Linked DNA regions of Gossypium hirsutum: region 2 is linked to region 1. The links are chromatin contacts, called in public Hi-C maps. All regions are on one chromosome and are shown on one strand. The core of a region is the stretch at or near the end of the contact, and the rest is flanking DNA. Distances in the headings are between cores, read along the strand shown. Region 1 has its middle 19 kb from the start of LOC107950082. Region 2 holds the start of LOC107950755 (circumsporozoite protein).

Evidence for each region. A called contact is a pair of places that touch in the nucleus more often than the background predicts.
Region 2: a contact with region 1 is called in a Hi-C map of leaf, with 3 times the contacts expected there. The contact joins the promoter of LOC107950755 here to the enhancer-like site in region 1. A contact is called at or near these places in 14 of 34 Hi-C or Micro-C datasets (anther, callus, fibers and 3 more).

Annotation. Positions count from the first base shown.
Region 1 is chrD03:33,599,433-33,602,512 of Gossypium_hirsutum_v2.1, forward strand. No RefSeq gene overlaps it. Among protein-coding and RNA genes, the nearest start is that of LOC107950082, 19 kb to the right of the region's middle. Within about 2 kb of position 1,424, at least 8 of the 9 cell types and tissues checked have an H3K27ac peak or open chromatin away from gene starts, as enhancers often do. A contact at or near this core is called in fibers and leaf, where this site is marked.
Region 2 is chrD03:33,642,984-33,646,063 of Gossypium_hirsutum_v2.1, forward strand. LOC107950755 (circumsporozoite protein) reads left to right here and starts at 1,424. Exons shown (of 5, transcript XM_016885706.2): 1 at 1,424-1,747; 2 at 1,833-1,948; 3 at 2,043-3,048. The coding sequence starts at 1,862.

The DNA.
Region 1 (3,080 bases), core at 174-2,673:
TCATTTTTTCGAGCAAAAATATTACCATAAACATTTTTGTTCCAGCTTTAGACTTCTGCTTGAAAAAGTTCCAAGTTTGAAACAACATCAATTTTGTGGTTCCAATAATTACACACCAAATCCCCAAATTCTGGATGAAGTAGCCAGCTTGCTATAAATTTGAAAGGCCGACAAGTTGTATTCTGATGATTATGGCCACTAGAACCCAAATTAACCAAGATTAGTCGAGGATCCGACTTCAATTTGTGGAGATGTCAGACCAAACTATCTGGAGTGAAACAGTTCCAATATGAGTTGCAGATGGCCTATAAAGTCTTTGAAAAAGATTACCTCTACTCCAGGTGAAACGAGGGTCAGAAAAACCCATATCCCTCAGCTTATTCTTGAATAAGAAATCCTTAAAAAAAATTACAACTTGCCTTCACACGAATAACACCACCGTCATGCTCCAAACTATCCAGAATGGAGTTGAAATCTCCATCAAGAATCCAAGGCTCCTTAACTGATAATGCTATAGAGTCCAAAAACTACCAAAGAAATTTCATTTTGGTTGGGTGAGGGCTCATATAAACAGCCAAACATAGGAAACTTATATGTCCTTATCTGCTTACAATTTTCAGATTAACCATTTGTGAATGCAAATCAATGACATCAACTTTGATGTTATCACTCCATAATAACCATATACCCCAAGAAAACCCTATGGCCTCAATTTTGAATGAATTTTGGAAGCCTAATTTTTCAATAACATCATCTACCCTAGAGTCACTAATTCGAGTATAAAAAAATCCAACTAAATCTGGTGAAAGTTCTTTTGTATACTCCTTAATGAATCTATGGAAATGTGGATGGCCAACACCTTGGCAACTCCAAAACATTAATTTTGTATCCATAAATAACAAATGAGAGAAAAGATAAAACACACCCATAGGGCAAGGAAGAGAACCAATCCATATGCTTCTCATTCCGACTATCTTCAACATCAATCGTCTCCATCAAAATGTTGTCCTAAACAACCATAGAAACATGGCTTGAATCTCTTTTTATTCTTGATATAATTTCCTCCATAGCTGTCATTACCTCCACCATTATGTGTTAAGACCTTGAAGCCCCTACATCCGGCGGTTTTCGCGATCGAGGAACATCCATGTATAAAGGCTCTTGACCTGTCTTCTTACTTGTTATGTCCTTCGGTTTTGATAATTCCAAAACTACGCTTGATTCCCCAATATTCCTTTTCTTTCTGTGAACTGAATCAAAATTTTTACCCTCTAGAATCTTCACAGCTTTATTTTTCTGACCATTTAGGGATGCCTTAACCTGAAATGATTGAAACTTAAAAAGCCCATTCCTATCAGTCACTTCTTTATGGCCCATTTTTTACCCATCATCAACTAGCCCTTGTCCACTTGAACTTGAAAGCCCGTTCACAGTATTGTTAGGCTTTAAGATGTTGAGATTCGTTCAAAGCCCACTAGCAACCGAGATACCTTTACCTTTTGCTTTTAAATTATTTTTCTTTTGGCAAGTGGCAGAATTGGAAGCCTTATTGTTTTTATCCATAGTCTGCTCACTCTTTCCCCGAAATCTGCTCTAGTAAATATCCCTATTAGAGATCTCATCATTATCAACAAGCCCTTAATTCACATCAAGAACATTAAACCGAGATCCTCCAGCAGTCACACCTAGATTATTGTCATTCTTGTTCCCTATAACCGCTGTGTTCCGATTCATCACTATCGACATTCCACTAACATCCAAGGGCCATAACATTCCTTTTCCACTCTATTTTGAATAACTTGCATTCGTCGCCTGTGGAGCCTATATCTTTGGGCATGATTCAGAACTATGCCCATAAAGTCCACAACTGAAACAAACGTTAGGTAACAATTCGTATTCAAGGCGTTGTATTCTTCCATTGATTTTTATCTTTGATACCAATGGCTTCCGGAGATCAACACAGATCGCCAATCGTGCAAAATGCCCCATTCTAGCACTATCAATATTCTCGTGAATCTTCAAAATTGGACCAATAGTTTGCCCAATAGCCTTAAGTAGGAAGTCCGAATAGTACCCCTTTGGGAGGCCAGGTAGTCTAACCCATTCAGCTTGGGTGTCAATCTCATTTTGAGTAGTCGAAAAGTTCGGCGACCATGGCCGAACTTTGAGATACTACCCAAAGATTACCCATAGGCCACTGGTCAATACTTTGTTATAGTCTTCTTCATCATTGAATCATACCAGATAAAAATCATTCTCCAAATTCATAAGGCTAAAAGGTTGATTGGGTCTCCATAACAACATGATCTTATTCAGTAAGGCATTGAAAGTAATCATTCATCCTAACAATTTGATAATGATTGTTCTTTCCATCTTCCTTTCAATGAATTTTTGCACCCTTTCAAAAAAATGTGATCGATGGGATTCTGTCAGTCATTTCTGTCAATACATCTCCTTCTTGTAGTGCAAAAGCTTCCTCCTTTAGCACTGGATTTGAACGAAATGAATTACCTATCAAGGTGTTTTTATATGAAGTCTTGTTTGTATCATTTTCCAGAATCTTAACACCATTCTAGTCAATCGTAGGGTTATCCATATCTGGTGGAAAATCTGATCGGTGTTTCACCTTCTTGGTAGCACGTCCAATTCCAATGTTTGAGGTCATCGGACTAGCGTCTACCACAAACTCAGCCACAAACAAATTTTCACTCATTTTTCAAAAAAATCAGTAACCTTATGAAACTCTTTTGAATTCCCTAAATATCTATAATACATATTTAATTGTAGTATACATAGTCTTAATATCCATATTTCAAATTCCACTTTTTTATAATCATTTTATTCACTAATGACATTCCAATAGCCTACTTTTTTAAAAAAGTGTCAATATATACAGAGGTACCTAAACTTGATAATTTGCATCTACTTGGTACTTAAATTTTTTTTTGAACTTAATTGATACCTAAACTTAAAAATCGTAAGCCAAGTTGGTACTTTTTATTGGTAACTGACTAACACCATTAGATTGTGGGCTGATAGACAATAGAATATTGACACGTGTCATAATAATAAAAAAATAT
Region 2 (3,080 bases), core at 174-2,673, 44 kb after region 1:
GAGATGCAACATAACTAGCCGAACCTTTGCATGATCACCAATCACCTCCTCTTCAAAGTACTGCTCAAGCTTGGACCACCATCCTTGAAAGTTCTCACCATCAAATGACGGGCATTCCATCCTAAAAGTGAAACGATTAGCTTCCACCATCACTCCACATGAAGACATGCTTGAATGGCCTAGATCTGCCATCGGAGATACTATTATGTGTTCTTAAGATGGGAAACTAGGTGGTGACCCCAAAATCCCTTTACCTTTACTATTCACCGCACCGTCCACTGCCATTAGAGGTCCATGACCAAAATATTGCTCAAATAAAGAGTGAAGCTCAGAACGAAGTTTTGTACGTACCTCCGACTTGATTCATTTACGTACCTCCGACTTGATTCCTTCTTGTAGATCTTTCAACCGAACATCAATTCATGTATTCAACTGAGAAAACTCTGACTGCATGTGAGAAAGTTCACCTTGGATCTGTCCGAGTTCCTTCTACATTTGCATGGTTACTCCGTCACCAGTCATGAGGATCGATAGCTTTGATACCTTTGTTGAAGAATGATTTGAGATAGAGATAAAAAAGAAAGAAGAGAGGAAATCCAGAGAAAAAACAGAAAGAGAAAAAAGAAGCTGAAAACAGAATTCAATTTTTCATGTCTTTCCCTTTCGGTTACAAGCAATATAATGACAGCAATAACCGCTATACTGCAATAGACTAAACGCACCCGTTTTTTACTAGACAAAAAACTCATCGTATCACTAATCCACTCAAAAGAAATTGCAGCGTTTAACTAATTATTTTTAACAGTCTTAATAGAAATATAAACAAAGATATGACCGTTAGCTAAACCATAACATTTTTCTTTTTTCTTTTTTTCACTTTAAGGGACCATGGTTATAAGGTCCCCCAAACTCGATTTCACAAGACCCTTATGGGTCTCATCCCATCACGACGCAATAGTCGAGGGAGTTAGGGCTAACATGATGTCGCCTGTTAAGAGGGCTTCACCAGTGCCGCCTGACACTCACCCTTCACCCTATTTTTTCGATTTTCCTTTTTTTTAATTTCATTTTATATTTGTTTTGTATTTGTACTCGGGTTGCGTATTCAAAAGGTTTCACCTATTAAAAAAGTGTTTTTTTCACTGTCAGTCAGAAAAGTCTAAAAATAAAGGTGGTGCCACCTATGCGCCACCCTCCACCATCCCTGATACACCATTTTCGTAAATAGTTCAGCTGGTATACCATTTTGAAACTTTTTTTTATATTATATATGTAAAAAAACAGATATCTAAATTTATTTTAAACATAATTAATACCTAAACTTGAATATCGCACTTATATTGATACATAACTAATGTTGCAAGTGTCATAAAATGATTTAAAAAATCGTAAATTAAAAAAGTTAATAATAATAATTAACGTTGCTTCAGAAACAGGAAAAGAAGATTTGCGATGCGATCCAAAGCCAATGTCAATTATGCAACCTATATCCTTGGAACTCTGTTCCGCTTATATATAACTCCTAAACGCCACCGTTTCCTTTCTCGGTTCAAAGTCTCCTTGTTTTTTTTCTCCCCCAGTTAACCCCTGTTCCTATTCCAACACTTTTTTTTTTTAAATCTACCCTTGTATGTCTGATCTTCTTTTTTCTCTAAAATTTTGATGAGAAATGAAGTATTTCAAGTTTGGAAGTGGTGAATGTGGAAGCTGTCCAAATTAGTGTACAAAAAAAGGTCTACTTTTTAAGGTTAGAAACCTTCAACTTCTTCTTCTTCTTCATATATATTTAGACTGTTTTGAGGTTGCTTTTGATTAAATTCTGTGATGAATAGGTTCTTATTGTAGCAAAAAAATTGGGTTTATGTTAAATATGGAAAGAAATTATGTTCTTTTGATGGGATTTTTTCTACTGCTAGTTGCTGTCGATTGCTCAGGTTCTGATCCAAAGGTGAGTGTTTTTTTTTTAATGGAGAAAGTTGATTAAATTTTTTAATTTCATTCATGGGATCAAATAAAATTTCTCATTGATTTTTCCTTTTTAGGGGAACGAACAGACTGGTTTAAATCAGAAATTAGATGGCACAGTGGAACTGTTGAAGGAAAATGGTGAATCTAAATCTGTTTCAGATTCAATTGGAATTAAAAACTTGAAAGGTAATGGAGGAGATCAAACTAATGGATCAAAAGGAGATATTGGGAGTGATACAAGTAAGAGTAATTTGAAACTGCAATCAGGTTCAAATGGAGGTGAGAATTTGGTGAAGGATGGGAAAGATTCAAGTAGTGAAGCAGAAGGAAATTCAGACAATGAACAACGAGGTGATATTGAGCACAAGGGTCGGGAAGAGTCACATGTTGAAGCCGGAGGAAAGACCGATAGTGGAGAAGGTGATAATGTGCAAAAGGCTAAGCAAGAATCACATTTTGATGCCGGAGGAAAGGCAGATGGTGGAAAAGGTGATAATGAGCACAAGGGTAAGGACGAATCGCGGTTTGAAGCCGGAGGAAAAGTGGACAGTACAAAAGGTGATAACGAGCAAAAGGGTAAGGAAGAATCGCAGTTTGAAGCCAGGGGAAAGGCAGATGGTGGAAAAGGCGATAAGGAGGGTCAGGAATCCAAAGGAGTGATGGATGGTGCGAAAGAAGGTGATAATGAGCAAAAAGGTCAGAAAGAATCAAATCTTAAAACCAGAGGAGAGACGAATGGTGCGAAAGAAGTTGATAACGTGCAAAAGGGTTTGGAAGAATCAAAACATGATAACAAAGGGAATACAGATGGTGAGATAGAAGGTAACAATGTGCAAAAGGGTCAGGAAAAGTCAAATATTGAAGCCAAAGAAAAGACGGATGGTGAAGAAAAGGGAAAACCAGATGATAGTGAAAATCATAAGGAAGTTAAGTCCGAGAAAGACAAGACCCAGAACTTGGTTATGCCACCACCACCACCAACATGGAAAGATGGTTTTCGGGGTGAAGAATGTGATCCTTCTAATATGTGTATGGACAAGAATAAACGGTTTGCTGCGTGTTTGCGAGTCCCAGGAAATGGTAAGTGTCATCTAACTAGGCTATGATTTTGA